Linked DNA regions of Sus scrofa: all the other regions are linked to region 2. Evidence: chromatin contacts called from public HiChIP or PLAC-seq data. All regions are on one chromosome and are shown on one strand. Each heading gives the region's core, a stretch centred on a gene start, on an enhancer-like site or on the middle of the called end of the contact. The rest is flanking DNA. Distances are from core to core; before and after follow the strand shown. Region 1 holds the start of PUS10 (putative tRNA pseudouridine synthase Pus10). Region 2 holds the start of REL (proto-oncogene c-Rel). Region 3 holds the start of PAPOLG (poly(A) polymerase gamma).

What was found. HiChIP or PLAC-seq counts read pairs in DNA pulled down with a chosen protein or histone mark.
Region 1: a contact with region 2 is called in an H3K27ac HiChIP or PLAC-seq map of skeletal muscle. The contact joins the promoter of PUS10 here to the promoter of REL in region 2. A contact is called at or near these places in 1 of 5 promoter capture datasets (fetal liver), 7 of 47 Hi-C or Micro-C datasets (embryonic fibroblasts, fibroblasts, heart right ventricle and 3 more) and 2 of 2 datasets of contacts at active chromatin or transcription factors (alveolar macrophages and skeletal muscle).
Region 3: an H3K27ac HiChIP or PLAC-seq map of alveolar macrophages shows a contact between it and region 2. The contact joins the promoter of PAPOLG here to the promoter of REL in region 2. A contact is called at or near these places in 2 of 47 Hi-C or Micro-C datasets (heart right ventricle and liver) and 1 of 2 datasets of contacts at active chromatin or transcription factors (alveolar macrophages).

Annotation. Positions count from the first base shown.
Region 1 is chr3:80,789,846-80,792,744 of Sscrofa11.1, forward strand. It overlaps PUS10 (putative tRNA pseudouridine synthase Pus10), which reads left to right and starts at 1,399. Exons shown (of 19, transcript XM_021087518.1): 1 at 1,399-1,621. The coding sequence starts at 1,434. PEX13 (peroxisome biogenesis factor 13) reads right to left here and starts at 1,262. Exons shown (of 4, transcript XM_003481205.4): 1 at 1,092-1,262. The coding sequence starts at 1,183.
Region 2 is chr3:80,910,920-80,913,619 of Sscrofa11.1, forward strand. It overlaps REL (proto-oncogene c-Rel), which reads right to left and starts at 1,314. Exons shown (of 10, transcript XM_005662527.3): 1 at 738-1,314. The coding sequence starts at 747.
Region 3 is chr3:81,023,929-81,026,628 of Sscrofa11.1, forward strand. It overlaps PAPOLG (poly(A) polymerase gamma), which reads right to left and starts at 1,441. Exons shown (of 22, transcript XM_003125108.5): 1 at 1,114-1,441. The coding sequence starts at 1,130.

The DNA of each region.
Region 1 (2,899 bases), core at 149-2,648, 120 kb before region 2:
AACACAGAATCCAAGAGGCATCTGCGACCTACTGCTCACTGCAACGCAGGATCCTTAACCCACTGATCGGGGCCAGGGATCGAACTAGCATCCTCGCGGATACTAGTCGGGCTCCTAAGCGCTGAGCGAAAAGATTACGAGATTTTAAAACATAGCAGAAATACATTCCAGTGCGTTGGGAATTTGGGGTGGGTGGGGGTGTGAAGGAGAAAATAATAGTTTTATTGCTTTGTCACAGCTAACCCATGTCCTCAAAAAGCTGTGTCCCCCTGTTGGGGATTTTTATTTAGGTAAACCTACCACAGTAGGGATTTGACATTCGAGTTTTTCTTCCTTGAATTAAGATGTCCAGATCTACTCAACACAAAACACACAAGGCTGTGAAATTTCCTCTTTTATTCTATTTTAACTTTTTTTGAGCTGTAAATCTATTTAACATTGATTACAACAAAACAATATCTCACAGGCTTAGAAAAATCACACTCTATCTAGCACACAAAGGCCACTCATAGGCCTCAGTTCTCAACTCCTGCTTTAAAGTTGCTTTTCCAAAACTTCATTGCTTTACGTAAGCTGGAAAAGAATGCACTGTGTATAGGCTTGAGCTCCAGTTGCGTTAAATGTGACCTGCTGACTTTTCACCAACTTGAGAAATGGTTAAAGGCTTGAGACTTTGTTCCCTATCAAACCGGGGCTGGGCAAATGCCTCTCTGAGCAGCTACGAACCGAAAGTCTAACTCTTTAAGGGGAAGAAGGGTAGGGGTGGCGGAGGTAGAAGAGTCAAACAGTTCCGTCAGAGTGTCCCGCAAACAGAAGAAACAGCCGCACCGTTTCTTCCAAGCCCCGGGACCCAGAAGCCCCCTGGAAAACGTCGCTACCGAAAACCGCCGAGCCAGAAGCAACTATCCGACACTGAAATTCCCGTTGCTGGCGCCCCGGCAGCACCTCGACCCGCTTAAGGCTGGGGGGCGGGGTGGGGACTGGATGAGAGGGGGAGGGGACACCTCACCCCTAATAACGGCCTCAACCGCCCCTTACCAAGTGCCCGCTCCGGCCCACAAAACTCGTGGCCAGAAGAATCAAACACTCACTGGAAAGTGGGGCCAGGTCCCGGTCCCGGCCCGGCCCCCGGAATCCGGCGGGTCTCCCAGGGTTTAGGGGGAGGAGGCGGCTGGGACGCCATCTCCACCTCCTCTCGGCTGCCGCTCTGCACTGGGCTCTGAGCCGGGACTCTCCAGGCCCGGGGACACCATCCGTTTGCGCGCAAGGCACAACTTGCAGAGCGCGGAACCCTCCACCCGGCCTGTCTCTGCAGTCAGGTTGTGACTTGTGGAGCTTTGCGGCTGGGACTACAGTCTATTAGGATACCACTAATCCAGGGGAAGAAATGCTCTCTTTTTCTTTGACCTAGAAGGATTTCCATTCTAAACCCGATGAGGGTAGGAGCTTATCGATACTTCTGGCAGCGGCTACAGTATCCTAGACATCGGAGTCCCACGGAAGCTTATTTGGGACAAGTCCGGCTCCAGCCGGGAATAGTGCCCCACGCATTCCTGTCCCCGCGGGGCGGGGGGGGGGGTGCCGGTCTGTGTGGCAGCTCGACTGATTTCCCTGCAAACAGGTAGGGGAGACTCCACTCAGTCCTCGAGTTAGCAGCTGGTACTTTCTTTCTAAAGCTCATGTTTCCTCGGGGAACAGAATTGCTAGACGCAATTGGTGCGTTGTCTTTAGTCCTCCCCGTTCCCACTGGAGGGCTGGAAGGGGTTAAATCTCAGGCTCCGGCGTCGTGGGAGAAGGTGAGGTGGGGAGATTTGAAGTGAGGGGGTGCGGACAGGGTTCTGGAGAGGTGTGGATGGAGGAGATCGTTTCCCACCAGCTGCAGAAGCTTTGGTAGCAGGGCGGTGAGTCGGAAGTTTCTTGGACCTGACTTAAGGGGAGCAAGGCTTGCTTGGTTGGCCACAGGAAAGACTCGAGGTTAGATTTGGGGATGAACTTTCCAGAAATCTAGAGTGGATTCCACTGCTGAGTGTTTATCAGTGGCGCAATGAAGTTAGGAGTGCCTCCTTTGGAAATCCACACTCCACCCCCACCCCACAAGAAGAATGACCCCCTTCTGTATGGAAATAAGTTCGAAAAGATTACAGGATTAGACTCAGCCTGGTTATTTTGCTGCCTCCTTGACTGCAGTAGTTTCTGTAATCGTGTGAGAAAGGAAAATCCATCCTTTCCTCTGGTAAACTAGAGACGGGGCCATTGGTTTGTGGAGAGGGACTCCATCCCCGTAGGGATCTTAACACGTGGGAGAGGTTCTTTTGCAATGAGAAGTTCCAGTTCTTTGTGTAAACATGTAAACGAAAAGCAAACATTTTAAAGGTAACCAACAGCGAAAACCTTACAGTATGGGGTATATTTCTCAGGGCTTGCTTTCAAAGATAATAAATCTAATATGGAACAACTGATTTCTGATGTCTTATAAAAGCCTGTCATTTCAGTGCAGTACATCAAGGTGAAACTGCCTTAAGGCATAAAGTATTTTCTCCTAATAATGTTAACTTTCTTGAAAAGTCGCTAGATTGTTGCTACGCGAAAATGATCTTGAGAGGTTTATAAGTTTCATTATTAACACATATGGAGGAGGGTTTTGTTTTTTTAAAACCTCTTGCAGTTAGTTACTCAAGGTTTTGTAATTCTGAACAGGTTTGGGAACTTTTCAGAGCCAAGAGATTGCACTGTGTCATTTACTGACTGTCGTGATACCTTTAATCTAGTGAACTACAGGAGAAACGTTGTCTTTAAAGGAAAGGCCCAGCAAGGGGAGGGGGAAGTATACATTTTAATACAACTATTTAACTTAAGTCTCCAGGGAAATCTTTGATACAAATTGCCCTTTTTAAGCACT
Region 2 (2,700 bases), core at 64-2,563:
CAAAGAAAGAGATTCACATTAAGTATTAACTATAAATAAATATTTGCTAGTTTATAAGTGATAGAAAGTTCTTTTCATGCTTCATCATATTTTAAAGCACGGAGATGATAAAACAAAACAAAATAAAAAACCGTCTTTCCCCCTTCTTTCCAAAAAGGAAAACAAAACTCGACTTCTGTTTTACAAGTTAGTAGGCACTTCACAGTAAAAATGATCCACTTGGTTGAAGCAACTTTTCCACCTACTACCTATTAAAATACCACTGGTAATTTTTAAAGCCTCACCGCATTTTGCCCAGCTGTCAGCAACAACAGCAATCACCTCTCAGCAACTGATGAGATTAAACTAAAAAGAGCTCTCCTGAGGTCGGAAGGATCCTCCTTCCTGTTCTAAAACGTAAAACCTCCAATTCAATAATAAATCAATTTTTAAATATGAGGATTTCGTCTTCCTTCATTCAGATTCTTCTAACTTCCCTAATCCAAGACCCAAGTCTTTGGGAAGTTCTAAGGTTCCGACGACTACAACGGCATCAAATTACAGAGCTTGACTTTGATTTCACACACAAACCCCGAACTCTGTCACTTTTTCAAAAGCTTGACAGTTTGCCAGCGTCGAGTTTAAAGACACAAAGAGCCACAACCAAAACTGACCCCCCGAAACTCTGAGCAGCAAGACCCTCGGACCCGCTCCTGCCCTCCCGCTGTTAGAGGTAGCCCGCGCGGGAACACACTCACCCGAGGCCATGGCTCTGCTCACCGCGCCGCCCTGCTCCGAGCGTCCGAACCGGAGGCCGCCGCAGTCAGTCAGTCCGGCGGCCGAGGGACCTCTGCCAGCGGGATCCCCAATCCCCTTGACCACCCCCGGGACCTCCTCCTCCTTCCCGCCCTCCTCTGGGTTTGCGGCTCACACCTTCCCACCCGCTTAATTCTCGCGCTCGGGTCACCCGGCGTCGCCAGTCCAGGCTGCGGGAGCCAGGGGCAGGGGGCGGAGCGCAGCAGCAGCAGCAGCAGCGGCAGCCCAGCTCTGGCCGGCCCGAGAGGCAGGCTGCCCGGCGGGAGGGGAATTTCCCCTAGCTGACGTAGGCCCCCTACACCGCCGCCTTCCCCCGGGAGGGGGCGGGACGCCTTGAGACTCGCGCGCGTGCGTCGGCGCTGGGCTGCCCCGTGCCCCGCCCCCTCCCCGGAGCCCCCAAGGGCTTGGGATCCAGTTTGGGAAGCGGGAACGGGGGACCTTCGGGAGCGCAGGGAACGCTGGGACCCGGGAGGTGACTTCCCCCAGCGTGCGAAAGCTGTTGGCTCCTGAGAAATCCCCCTCCTCCAGGATGTTCTTGGGCGCTTGGCTTAAAGTTCAGGAGCAGGTGGGAGGGTGCGGTGACGTCAGGAGGGCCGACCGCCGGCAAGCACTTAGGGGTGGGCCGGGCGCGAAGTGGGGCCGGCCCTCCCGGGCTTGGGGGGGTTTTCGATGGGTGGTTCCCCTTCTTGCACACGCAAATCTCCGCCCCCGCGCGGGCTGGCGGCACAGCGCCGATGTACCCGAGCGCCCTCGAAGGGAAGTGCGGAAGCCGCGGTAGCCGGTGCGCGGTCGTAATTCATATATTTGCATACGGAGACCCCCGATCTTCTTCCTTTGCCTGTCTAAATTGCGAGGGCTCTGTTAACGTACTTTACAAACTAAAACTTTTTAAGCTCTTAGGGTCCGCAATGTGAGTTCGTTGCCTGATGTTCATTGTGCTCAAGATTAATGTGGACACTGCCTTGGGACTGGACAGAAATAGCCCGAGGAAAGAGGGAATGTAACGTTTAGTATACTAAAGGAATCTAAGTTTACTTTGTTTCCTTACTGTGTAAAGGACCTAAGTGTCAGTTTAGTTGCCTCGTTTGTAATGTATTATTATCCTAATTTGATAGGTGAGGCAATCAGGGTTCAGAGACGTAACTTGTCCTTATTTTAGAATGCTAGTAAAAAGAAAAGCACAATTTAAATTCAGGGTTGTCTGACTCCAAAGCTCCAGGCTCTTTCCACTATCCTTTGCTGCCTAAAATAAATATGGAGGAGTAATGGAAAATAGTCTGCCATACAGGTGCCAAAACTGGGGGATCCGGTTGGGGAAATAATTAAAATCTCCTGCCACTCCCAAAATATCCTCTTCACGAAATAAAGTAGAAAAGAATGAAAGTTTTATTATTGAATAAACATTAAACCATACTGTGATGCGTTAAGACGATTGCAAAGACAAAAAAGAAATCTCACTTTATATAATCAGACAGGTACAATCAATTACAAACTTGTCTTTATCCCAAGGAAAAATAATAGGAAGTTACATCTTGGAGCTAAAAGCCAGGGTTTAAACTTCTACAGAAACAGGGAGATGGGGCAACATCCTCCTTGATGTTCACATTTCCAAGAGATAGCTCCAAGGCCCCAAGAAAGATCTTAAAGGGGCACAAAGCTATAAGAGGCTTGTTTAGCTTGCTTGCTTGCTTTTTTAGGGTCCCACTCACAGCATGTGGAAGTTTCCAGGCTAGGGGTCAAATTGGAGCTGCAGCTGCCAGCCTACTCCGCAGCTGCTCAAGGTACCAGATCCTTAACCCACTGAGGGAGGCCAGGGATCAAACCTGAGTCTCATGGATACTAGTCTGATTCATTATCGCTGAGCCACAAAGGGACAAAGGGAACTCCTTGTTTAGCTTTTCGAAA
Region 3 (2,700 bases), core at 191-2,690, 110 kb after region 2:
ATCACCAACAGGAAAAGGACTAAATTAGGGTGTTATCCCTACAATGGAATACAATACAGTAGTTAATATGAATTAATTAGAGCTGAAAACATTATCATGGACAAATCTCAAAGATACTATGTTTCACTATGGAAACTGCAGAATGACAAGTGTGATACTAGTTATATGAAGCTTAAAAACAAGTAAAACAATGCCAATTTGGAACATACATGTATAGCAATAGCAAAAAAAAAAAAAAATGCAGCAATGAGCATAAAATTCAGAACTGTGGGGAACTCTGGGGGAGGGGGTGAATGGGACCAAAGGAGGAGGGGGTAGGAGAATCCTTCAGATATACTCATTATGCTTGGTTTCTTTTAAATAAAGATGTGTATAAACACACACACACACACACACACACACACACACAGCACGTTATGTTTGGGGAGAGATGGATGGTGGCTACACAAATGCTGCTTATGCTATTCCTTGCATTTTTCTGTATGTTCAAATTATTTCCTAATAAACCAAAATGTCAAAAGCTTAAAATCCTGCCAGGAGGACACCGTTTCTGACTTACCCAAGTATGAGCAGGAGGAAGAGACCCGCAGATGCACGGTGGATAGGTGGGGAGGCCAGGGGAGGGTGAAAACAGCACAACCTTTATTAAAGAGAAACCCATGGGCTGGGGTAGGTCATTCACTCTTGAAGACCTGGAGACCGCAGGTCATGAAGACGGAGGAGGAGGAGGTAGGGGGATGGTATTTGCGCCAATGCAGACTGGAGCAGAAACCGGCTCAGACAGTGCTGGGGGCAGGACTGTGACCGACAATTTCTCCCTACGGACACACGAGCCTCTCTCCCGCCGCAACCTCATTTGGGGGCGTCCTCAGAGGTGGGGCAGCCAGGCGCAGATGGGGGTCTCCTGGAGTCCCCGAGTCTGTGCAAGGGTGCCAGGTGAGCGCCCAGTGTGTAGGGAGGTGCCCTTGTCGACCGGCCGGGTGCAGGGAAGGAGACCACCCTGCAGTGCTCCGGCCAGAACGCGGGGGCAGGAAACGAAAGCGGGATCCCGGGCCGACCATCCCTGCCCACTCCGTTCTGCCTCTCCCCCAACCGCCGCCCCCCAACACTTACGCAGACATCTCTTTCATCGCTTCCTGCGTCCCCCTCACCGGCGAGTGCCTTTCGCTCTGGAGTCCTGTTCTTGCTCTTCCCTTCTCCTCCTGTCCACTTTCCTCCGCTCGTTTGCAGCTCGCTTCCTCGCTCTCTTACTCTCTCACTTACTACGGCCGAGGCATCCAACCGAGTAGTGAAAACACCACAAAACCGGCTCTATTTATGACAATACAGCGCGGCCGACGCCAATATGGCGCCGCTTCCCAGCCTGCCTCTCGCCCGCCGTGGCCCCGCCCCTTGAGACCTGGACCCGCCCCCTCCCCACCCCGCCCCCTCCCCCTGGGTCCCGGAGGCTCCGGGTGCCCCGCCCATAGGAGGGGAACCGGCTCGGGCTGCAAACATAGGTCTCAAGGAGTGTTTGGTTCCTTCCTTTGTTCAGTGGGACTGTCAATCCAGGCTAACTGCTAGGAAGGTAATTTGGGACGTGTTTTCCTGTTTCTCTTATGAGAGCCTATATCATATATTTTAAAAAAGATCACAACCTTGCATAGAAAATACTATTTTAACTCTTTCATTATGCCACACCTTTAATTTAATAGGTCATAGTCATAGTCTAATCAATTCAGCCCTTGAGGAGATTATGTCCTGAGAAGGTCACACCCAGGAACGTGTGACTTTGCAATAACCCCAGAGAAGAGCAAGCTTGTCAATTGGAGGCTAACTGTTCCCTTCACCTCTAAGTACCTCCCCCTGATTAATGACGTTCTAGTAAAGTGGAAGAGGTTGATAGGAATGCTCGCAGTTTGTGATAGGATAAATAGAACACAATGAAAATCTCACACTTTTGAATATTGGAAATCGTGTTTCATGTGAGGATGAAAATGGTAAAGTGATGACAAATTTTAAAATGTCAAAGGGTAGAAATAATTTAAAACAGTAAGTCATTATAAGGAAAAGAATGTGAAGAAGCTTTTTCTTGGAATGTGACTCAGAGTCATAGTAGATAGAGAGTACATATAGAATCATTCATTCAAAAATATTTATTGAAAACCTAATTTGTGTCAAGCACTGTGGTAGGCTTCAGTGATTTAGTTGTGCACAAAACCAGAGGTATTCTCTTTTTTGGTAGGCCTGAGGCATGCAGAAGTTCCCATGCTAGGGATGAACCCATGCCATAGCTGTAACCAGAGCCACAGGGGTGACAATGCCAGATCCTTAACCTGCTGAGTCAAAAGGTAACTCCCAGATGTATTGTTTAGTGAGGAGACAATTGAATATAAGTGATATTCTTCTGTTGTAGAAACAAATCACCTACTATGTGTCAGGCACTAGAGATACTTAATTCCTGCTCTCAAAAGTTCAGTCTAGTGAAGGAGAATAAGCACATAGAGAGATCACTAAAATACAGTACAGTCTGTGATGGGATGCGGTTAGGAGATTTTGGGAGGCCCAAAGAGGGCCAATTAAACCTGGGGACAGGGGATGCTCAATAGTGGCTTTCTGGAATAGGGCATGTGCTTAAATTAGCAAGATTTGGGAATAGGGATTGGGTACAGGTGGTAGGGAGATGGCAAAACCTATCCCAGGCAGGATATAGTAATTGCT